Regions from separate parts of the Arachis hypogaea genome. Here region 1 is linked to region 2. A link is a contact called in public Hi-C data. All regions are on one chromosome and are shown on one strand. Each heading gives the region's core, a stretch centred on a gene start, on an enhancer-like site or on the middle of the called end of the contact. The rest is flanking DNA. Distances are from core to core; before and after follow the strand shown.

Evidence for each region. A called contact is a pair of places that touch in the nucleus more often than the background predicts.
Region 1: a contact with region 2 is called in a Hi-C map of an unstated tissue, with 2.3 times the contacts expected there. The contact joins the promoter of LOC112696746 here to the promoter of LOC140173688 in region 2.

Annotation. Positions count from the first base shown.
Region 1 is chr6:78,680,500-78,686,007 of arahy.Tifrunner.gnm2.J5K5, reverse strand. It overlaps LOC112696746, which reads left to right and starts at 3,150. Exons shown (of 1, transcript XM_025749593.3): 1 at 3,150-4,199. The coding sequence starts at 3,361. The coding sequence ends at 3,960.
Region 2 is chr6:78,458,142-78,463,663 of arahy.Tifrunner.gnm2.J5K5, reverse strand. LOC140173688 reads right to left here and starts at 3,634. Exons shown (of 2, transcript XM_072198202.1): 1 at 3,582-3,634; 2 at 2,913-3,228. The coding sequence starts at 3,634. The coding sequence ends at 2,913.

The DNA of each region.
Region 1 (5,508 bases), core at 1,901-4,400, 220 kb before region 2:
CTAAATATTTGATTATTTGTCAAATTTTATTAAAAATTATAAGAAATTTAATTAAAAATCTAAGAAATTAAATATAAAAATTCTAAAAATTGCTTAAGATAACATATCATCTACTTACGTAGTTTTAAGGTTAAATTACACAGTTAGTTTATATACTTTCAGTGATATTATAAATTGGTCCCTACAGTTTAAAAGTTTGTAATTGGGCCCCTGAAGAAAATTAAAATTTGTAATTGGGTCCCTACCGTTCAAACACCGTTTGATTTAACAGAATATTCTTTAGCATATTCGCTGCTTTAAACATGTGAGTTGCACATGTTTAATAGTAAGGACTAATTTGTAATTTTAGTAAAACTATAGGGACCAACACTATAATTTAACTATTTAAAAATGACCAAAAAATCCCTAACCCACTCCACCCCTCCCCAACCCTCTCACTGTCACTTCTCCACTTTCCAAAACAGAGAAAAAAGAGGAAAGAGCGTCATGAATTGAAGGAACACGTTGCTCTTCAACTCTCCTCCACCTCCAACCCTAAATGCAACAACTCTTGACTGCTCACAGCATCTTCAACAATAGCGAGATCTTCGTCATCATCGTGCCAATTATGGAGGAGATGGCTGCCATTGTTGTTGTTGTTACTATTTCAAGTGCTGTTTGGTTTATTATTGTTGTTGTTGTTACCTTCGATGATGGAGCAGATGGCGGCTGCAATAGCGGCGATGAAGTTAGAATCGGTAGTGATGGCTGCAGTGACGGAATCAGCCAGGGATGGCGGCTGTTACTGTGGTTGGTTGGATTCCTGATTGGGAAGAGGCAACAACTTGTTGAGATAATTGAAGAAGGAAGAATTTTGATTGATTATGTAGGGTTTGAGTCTCAAAGTTTTGCGGGTGACCTTGAAAATTGGGTAACTAGAACAAAGGGACAACATTAAGAGGATGATGATGCTTGATTGGAAGGGTGGAAGTATTATTAGTATTATTTGATGATGATGAGTTTTGTGTGAGGTCCAATGTAACAGTTGAAAATGATGCCCAAGTTGAGAGTGTTGCCATGCTTCAAGAAGTAGAAGTAGAGCCCGATAAAAAAATAACTCTTCCTAGGAGGTTTGGGTTTATGATTTCATCTGCACTTGGCATGGAACCTGATAATAATATAGTGACAGTTGCTGTGGTAGTTGATGCCATGGTCATGACTGCCAGTAAAAAAAAAAGGAGAAGATGGGAAAAGAAAGGATAATATAAGAAAAGGAAAAAAAGTGGACATTATGATAAATATGTATTTTTTTTTACAGTAAAGGTTATTGAGGATCTAATTATAAATTTTAATTTTTTATAGAGATCAAATTATAAACTTTTAAAATATATAAAGTAATTTACAATTTTACTAAAAGTATAAGGATTAACTGTAATTTAACCTACTTTTAAAAATAAATTTAGACCACGAACCTATTTCAATGATTTATACATCACAAAAATATTTCAACCCCGAAACATAAGTTAAATGCTAAAACTTGATAAATTTATTTAGATCATATGTACAAATATATCTTCTTCTCATTTTAAAAAGAAAAGGTAAATTGGTTAGTATTAATTATTTGTTGGTTTTTATTGTTTCTAGTTGGACAGGATAAACAATGGCAACAACATGTCGCAAAAATCGTTCAAGTTCATGGCATAGACCGAACCCGTGGTCTACGATTTTAGGTAGTCTGTATAATTATGATGAGTCTCTAATTCTTAGCTGTTTAATATTTTAATCTTAGACGAAATTGGGAAATTCGTGTCAGATGCCATTCGATGCTCTTGTAAGTATGTGATCATTATACTATACCATATAGTTCAGAATCCTAATTCCTACACGGTGAACGAAAATCGAGTGGCTAATAAGTTCAATACACAATTGACTATTCATTTTTCAATCTTACAATGCTAGTAATATCAAATTAAAATAATACACACCTTACCTTGGAATCATTAAACCAAGAAGCGCATTAATTTAAGGGATTCATATAAAACTCGGCGTTATAAAAATTTAATTCGTATATTCTTGCTTGCCTGCTGTCATGTCATGTCAGCTTCTCCCAAATCTCATACACAATATAATGTTTAAGTACGCATTTTCTCTTTAATTAATTGATCCCAATCTTTCAAATAACGACCTAACTGGCTAACTTAAATATCCATGGCGTTGGCAATACCCTTATCAAATGGCTCTGATTCTCAATCCACATGTGATCCTGTGGCCGATTTCCAGATGCCTCCATCAGCATTTCTTTATTCACGAAAATAGAAAACCTGCGGTTCAGATCACTTCAGATCACCATCAATATATTCAATAAAGTTCAAGCAAGTAACTTAAAAAAAGAACAGGGGTAGCTAGAGACAAATTTAATATATCATATTTAAAGATATAAAATAATTATTTACACATTCAACAAATACTTAAGAGAATGTGACATAAATACTAAAAATTAAGCACACATTAATTATATATTTATACATATTATTTCATATATTTTTAATAAAACAATTAATTATTAGAATCATTAAATATTATACTATAGAATAATAATCAAATTTATTATAGTAAAACAATAAAAAATTTTAACAATAGTATAATAAAATATTTTTATAAATACTAATATATATATATCCTTTTATAATAATTAATTAATGGCCCATTTTTTTGAATTTAAACAACATAATTGATATTTATACTTGAATAATTAAATATGTCTGAAAATAATATATGAAACTTATGTTTTAACCAAACTAAATAAAACATAATCTTAATACGTGTTTTGAAAAAATAAACACTACTAGTTTCCATATTCAATATATTATTATAAGCAACTCCAATAGTAAAGTTAGAAATACAAAATCTAAAATTATTTTATTTAATTTAATATAGATATAATTATATTAAATATTACTGAAATTATTTAAAAAATAATTTAAAATACAAAATAGTGTAAGAATAACTAAAAATATAAAATAAAATAATTTTATGCTTCTTTTGAGTCATTTTCTTTTTATTTTTTTAACATTGTTATCCGACTCTATCCGTTGTTCCAAATAGATGCTTATAGAATAGTTACAAGCTTAGAAACATGATGTACACCGATGTGGGCCTCAAATGGTCACATGCAAAATTAATTAAGATCCTTCGTCATTAGAGCTTAGTAATGGTACTTTACTCCTTTCTCATCCCCATAAATACAAAGCCTCTTTCCAAAGCAACCAAACCATCAAGAAAACACATACACCCTTTGACTCTCCTTCTCCTTCTTTGTTCCTCTGTTTCTGTGTTGTTCTTTCTATTCTTTTCATCAGTCACAGAAGAAAACACAGAGCAATGTCCACCTCCGCCAGAAAAAAGCTTCACCTGAACACAGTTTCAGTGAAACTAGGGTGTGGCAGCAGTTGCAGAAGGCCAAAACTCTCTCGAATATTCCACCCTAAACCAAAACCCAAGAACCCCACTCTCCAAAAACACAAACTTTTCAACCTCTCTTCTTGGAATCATAACGAGAACGACACCGCCACAAGCACCACCACCCCAACCAACACCACCTTCTCCCCTTGCTACATTGATTCCTCTCACTTCTCCGACTCATCAGAGAGCAACAACAACAACAACGGAAAGGAGGCTCGGAGAGTGGGAGGTCTCGGAAGAGCCGGCGGAGAAGGCGTGGCGGTGGAGAAAGACTCCGATGACCCTTACTTGGATTTCCGGCACTCCATGCTTCAGATGATTCTTGAGAACGAGATATACTCGAAGGAAGACCTGAGGGAGCTTCTCAACTGTTTTCTTCAGCTGAATTCACCGTATCACCATGGTGTTATAGTTAGAGCTTTCACTGAGATCTGGAATGGGGTCTTCTCTGTAAGGTCAAGTTCTTCAGCCAGGTTTCACTTCAACCGTAATAATAATAAGCCATTCCACCTTGTATAGAGAATCAGAATCTTTTAATTAGTAGCTAGATAGTAGTTATTACTCATTAGTGATCAAGTTTACTAGGGAAGTGTTATTTTCATAGAAGAAATGTTTGATGTTTGTGAATTGTAATGGGAGAGATCAGAATGAAGAACTAAATAGCTCTTCTGACGAGTGATGAGGACTCTGTAAAATTTGTTTCTTTTGTGAAAATAGAATTTCCTGAGTTGGTAAACATTGTCCACTCTTTCTATTAACCTCACTTTGTTTAATTGTCTAGCAATATGTGATCAAATTCTTACCGCAAGTGAAAATGATGACCGTGTTAATGTACAATTGGTCTTCATAATTCTTGAAGTGGGATTAATTAATTCTTCCTCATCTTTGTTGTTAGAAACATTATTACTATGCATAAAAAAATTAAAAAAACCGTAAAATACATATTAAAATATAAAATATATATTAAAATAATTAAATAACATATATATTTATTCATCATACATAATAATAACTGATTTAATAACTATTTTTTTTGTTTAAATAAAAATAATTTTTTATTAAACTAAAGGAAAAATGATATATACATTATATTTTTTGTTCTATACTTTATATATTCATCTTTTATGTTTTTATATTAAAATAATTAATAAAAATATAAAAAATAATAATTTATTTTTTATATTATAAAAAGATTTAGCTAATATGTGTTCAAAGGGCACATGATAAATTTACTATTAATAAAAAATTTTAAATATTTATATTTAATGAATGTAAAATAAATACATAAAAAATTTAAATTTTTTATATTTTTAAATTTTTTTTTAATTAATAAACTCAATAGATGTATTTAGAATACAAAATAGATAAATCCTTATAGAAATATATATTTAGTAGTACATAAAAAATTATAAACATAATTTGTCTATTTAGATATTTTAATTTATAAGAGAAATGATAATAATTATAACGCTTTTATTTATACATCTTTAATTTCAATGTATATTTTCTGTTTTAGTATAAAAAATGTCTTTATAAAGAATGAGTACATAAAAAATAGTATATGCAACATTTCTCTAATTTACAAATGAATCATAAAAAATAAAAAATATATAGTAGTTTCCTTGACCCTGATACGAAATAGAATGATTAATGCACTTTGTCATGGAGTGTATGGTATGTGGCTTTATCAAGTATTGGAAGGACTCTATCCAACGGGTATGCATGGTCCCCAAGTATACGTTTGGCATGTGGGATTTGGTCAACAATAGTTACCAAGTTTTGAGTGGCATGGTGATGGACTCATGGTGGGAATTGCGAACGAAATACGCATTGGGATTTGGATTCTAATTATAGGTTCTTTTTTATTTTCGAGATAATATTTAATTTAATGTTTTGTATCCGAATTTTAATTTAATTTTTAAAATTTTAATTATTTTTTTTATGTTAACGTAAATAGTTAAATATCACGTTAGACTTGTAAAATAATGTCAATTTTTATTTAGTCCTCAAATAATCTAAAAAAATTATTGTAAGTGATATTTATTAAAAATTTTTTTTCTTAAAATA
Region 2 (5,522 bases), core at 2,385-4,884:
AGCCAGAGTTGTATGATTTAAGACTACTATTCATCATTATTTAACATATGTTTTAATTAAATTTGCACTGAGCCATATAGAGGACACACTGTTCATCACTTCATATCTATGTGTCTAGCTAGTTTTTAATATTGATTTACTTGCAATGGGTCAATTCTGTACAACTAGAAATAATAACTGAAAATAACAGCATTTATATATTTTCATACTTTTTACCTCTGCTGACTGCTGGCACCTCATCAACCGTATGCGGCGGACCCTTGCGGGCCCAACCACCTTCCACCGCCTTTCCAAGAATCTAATGACTTCATGTATGTCCATACGTCTATCAAGTGTCAAGGCCACGTACGGTGGTCATGCTCCCCAGGTTTTCAATCTCGCCGCTTTCCAAATTAAAAGTACAATCATATTAGATGAACATTAAAAAAAAAATCAGTTTTTTATGTAGTAAAAATAAATTAAAATATATATATTTATTTATATTAAAAATAAATTAAATAATATTTATAATAATAAATATTAAAATATAAAATATATATTAAAATTAAATTAAATAATATATATTTATATATAAATATATAATAATAAATTTAGTGATTAATTTTTTTATGTGTATAATATTTTTATGAAAATTATTAGTTTAATTATCTATATAAAATTAAAACAACGATGTTATATTTACATAAATTAAAACCGTCACTAAATCAATTACTCGTTTAGAATATTTGTTAAAATATAAAATATGTATTAAAAATAAATTAAATAATATATATATTTATACACAAAAATATAATAATTAAGTTTTTGTATATATAGTATTTTTGAACTTAAAAGCATAAATGTAAGAGAAAACCATACATTTCCTTTATGAGATATTTAAACGATATATATATATTTTCGTCTACATAATAAAATTCATTTATTTTTATATTTTATCACATAATATAAAATATCTTAAATTGTTGTTTCAAAAAGTATTTAAATTTAAAACTTTTTATATATTTTATGATTAATAATAAATTATTAAAATAAAATAAATTTATTACATCAACAATAAATATATTATTATTATTTCAATAAGTCATAAAGTTGTTATTAATTTATACGTATAATTTTAATAATTATTAAAGGATATTTTAGTTAAGTACTTAACATATAAACAGTGTTCATTTTATGAATAGAAGAAAAAAATGATTTTATCTAAATTTAATTTAAAAAATTTGAGATCAAAGTACAAAAACATATACACAGGGAGAGATATTGTTAAGTTAGAAGTTAACTTTAATCGGACAAAGTTAACATAATACTAACAAAAATTATTGTTGACTTTAAGGAGAATCTATAATAATTTGATGATGATAAAATATTATTAGTTGGGTTAAAAGTCCAAAAATTTTGATAATGTATGTGATTATTATATATGCAAAAAAAATAAATAAGCTCAATTGATTTGTCAACATTTTTTTCTCTCCTCTAACCTGTAATCAAGGTGCAAAATTTTATTGCAAATTCTCTCTTTACTTTAGTAATTCAAAAAATTCACATACTGCACCTAAATCAAGAGAGAAAAGATGTTTCACAAGACTTAAAGATATGTTTAAAAATGAATTTAAGTAAAGTAAAAAATTAAAATGAATCACTAAGTTTTAGCATTAAAAAGAAAAAAGAGGAAAAAATTAAAGTTGGAGACAAAAGAAAAAAATCAAACCTAATGTGATACAGAAGGAAATTAAAGAAGTTCAGTTATTATTTTTGTACAACTACTTTAACTTGTTGAAGTTATTATCTTTCAGCCGCATACTTTTTAGTAAAAAAAGAAAATAGAAGTTATTTTTTTTTACTGTAAATCAAAGGTTATAATTAAAATTTGGAACCAAAGAATGGATCAATGACTTAGATCTTTGAAGTTAAAGAAAAAAGAAGAAAGAGTAAGAAACAGTAAGATCAGAAGTCAAATAAATTTTATCAACCATAAAAATTTACTGCTGTTTTATTTTTTTTTTTACGTTCTTTAATATGATTTTTGGAAAAGAAGAACAAAGTCAAAAGGTATTTAGTCAAGCTTAAGTTTTAAAAGCTTCACTTTTATATAAAAAGGTAAATGGACGGACGGAAATTGAAGTAAAGAGAGTAAGCACATTGTTTGGGGTCTTCATAACTTTTGAGCTATATCTTCTTCTCTCTTTTATGATTTTATATTAAAAATTATGTTCTTCATTTTATCTTTCTTTGTTTCAATCAATGAAAAAAAGCAAATGTGTGAGATATCAGTAAAAGTTATTGAGAGAAAAAGTAAAGAGAATAAGTTTGCATTGGAAAAAAAATCAAAAATTATGTCAAATTCTTTTGTTATCATTTCTGTTTTGTATTCATTAACATGAAAGGTTTCTCTTCTTAAGTTAGGTAAGAATTTAGTGTTAAAAGTCTAGCCAGTGAATCTAGTCAAATTGTTAGCTGATATAGGTGTCTTTTTGATCTTGAGATAGTAAAAGATGTGATGTCTTATTGTCTCCTTTCTGGGATGAAAATTGCAATTCCCCATTGGATTCTTCACTTTCCATTCCAAGTGAGGCAGCTGCACAGTTGATAGTTCTAAGAGGTTGTTTCATGTGTGATGGTGGTCCGTATTTCTTGTAGCAAGTATTCACCAAGTGTCCAGTTTTGTGACAATAAGATCACAGCTTGGGAGGTCCTCTGCCTCCTCTATTATTCCTTCCTCTTTCAATTCGTCCTCTACCTCTGTAGCCAGCAGTATTTGAGTAGTGTTGGGACCTTTCACCCTCAATAACATCAGATGAACTCATGAGAGCTCTTGCATCGCTAATTTCGGGTGAATGTAACTGTCGTTCTTATTGAGTGAGAAGGAAAAATGCCTTGTTGACATCAGGTAGTGGTGCCATAAGCATCAACTGTTATCGAACTGTACTATATTCGTCATTTATTAGGCCCCTTAACAATCTCACCAATTGTCTTTGTGTTCGATACTTCCTCACAGTTCCTAAGCCGCAAACGCATTCCGAACCACATAAGCATTTTGGAATTGGTAGGAATGCTTCAATCTCTTCCCAAATTGTTCTTAGTTTTGTGAAATAAGCAGTGATACTCAGATCCCCCTGCCTAGTGGTATACATTTTCTCTTCTAATTCAGCGACTCTAAATATGTCTCCCTGATGATACCTATGTTCCAATTCGTTCCACATATCACAGGCATTTTCATTCCAAATCACACTGACAAATTTAGCCAAGCAATCACATAGGTATTACATTTTTTCCAAGCTAAAAAACTCACATCCGATTCATCAGGTTTCGGTAAAGATCCATCAATAAACGCCAATTTATTTTTTGATTTTAGTGCTAATCTCATTGCCCTAGCCCAAGAATGGTAATTGGAGGTATTCAAAGTCACATTAACTATAGAATTACCAGGATTCTCACCTGGATGCAAGTAGAAGGGGCTTTTTGGATCCAAGATCGCACTTCTGCTCCTCACCGGAGATTGATCCATTCTCCTATGAAATTCTTGAAATTTGGAAAACTGATTCATGAATCTCGTAAATTTTTGAAATTAGCTGGCGGAGAACTCGTTCTCCATCGACATCGAACCTGGACTCGCTATTTGTTCCTCATTCGCCATAGTTGGGCCAAATCGGGAACCCTCAGCAGCAACCTCTCTTCCCTCTTGCTAACTCAAATTCTCGTCACACTCGCAACCTCCACGCTCACCGTACCATGATAAAATCTAGAGCTGGGAGGAGGTTGCACAAGTGGAAGAAGGTGTGAGAGAAGAGTGGCAGAGAGAAGGTATGAAAGTGAATGAAGTTTAGTTGCTGAAGAATAATAGAGAGTCACATTTGTAAAAGTGTTACAATGCAGTATTTATACATCTGACTAACTATGCTCAATTAACTATGGCTAATTCTCACTCATACTAATTGACATCTAACTACAGTAACTTAGTTACTTTCTAACTAACCATTCACTAGCTTACTTCCATAAATATTTAGGCTGAAACGACACCTATATCAGCTAACACAAATCAAACTTAATTAAAAATTTAGTTTGTCCCTGATAAGATTATATTCAATTCTTGAGAATTGGTGTTTGTAAATCTTTGATCAAGATAATAGAAATTTGACTGAAGGTTGTAGTGTATATTAGATATGAATCACATTACACATAGTGGTTGAATTAGAATATATGACTGTGTTGTTACCACTTATTTTTTTTCTCTACTCTTTCTATTTCACTCGTTATAAGACAAAATAAAATTGTCTCCAACTTAATCAACGTCACAAAAGTTACAACAACACAGAATATTAACTTTTTTTATTGCTTTGATTCATCAGAGGCAAAATAAATTTGTTTTTTGCATAATTAAAATTGCAGATCTTATAACAGCAAAATCTTAAATACTAATTTAAAGTATATAAAATTAAAAGAATCATAAATTCAACTCCTCGTTTTTAAATTATTGAGACTCTTCCATTAAAGACACAAATGTGACCCATATATATACTCTACTGAGTGAAGGGTGGCATATAATTCTCAATTAGAAATGGTCATATTATTACGCTCTAAATGGATAGCTTAATTACCTTCTGCTCTTTGCCAAAGTCAAAAGAAAAAATTAAATTAATTATTGAGGTTTGGAAAAATTATTCAGCTAATTAGATTACGCTCCTTACTGGCTATTAAATTACTCACCTGAACTACACAACAGAGCAACACATTTTAATGCAGATAGACATAATCACGAAACCCAAACAGCAGAGCATGGTCAATAACTTGTATTACAAGGGAAGCAAAGGTACTCTTGCAAGTTTCAAGTTTCAACATTAGTCCGAAGTCCGAACTAACAAAAATGGCATCATTAATTAATTCTCTAAAGCGCTAAATAGTTAGGAATTTATATATCTATCTCTAACCATAGAAATTAATTTTATGAGACGACGTCTATACATGTTCCGGTTACTTCTGCCATAATTAGTTACATAGTAAGAATGTGATGCACATATTATATACATGCAACTTGTTAAAGTAGATCGCTCATCACATCGCTTCATGTAAAAGGTCCAAAGAGGAAATGGTGATTGGCGACCCTTGAGAGAGACACAAAACTCGGAATAGACTAGTGTGGGGAGCGTTTGATTTGCATTTTTATTTTTTATTTTTAATATTTTTTGTTTTCATATTTTTATAAAAAAAAATAAAAAGATAGAAAATAAAAATAAAAAATAAAATTGTATTATTTTTACTATTTTTTTATAAAATCTAAAAAAAATACTAAAAATACCAAAAATCAAAATATAAACTAAATAAATACACACACTTTTTGCGATATTATTATTATTATTAATTTTTTTAGAATAGATAGCTAAATTGATCATGAAAACATTTTAGCACTTAATAAAATTTTTATAAAAATTCTCAAGAGTTATTTTGGGCGAACAGATTAATCCTATGTCATTTTGTAGAGAATTAATTTAATTTTGATGTACTATTAATATAAAATAGTTTTATAC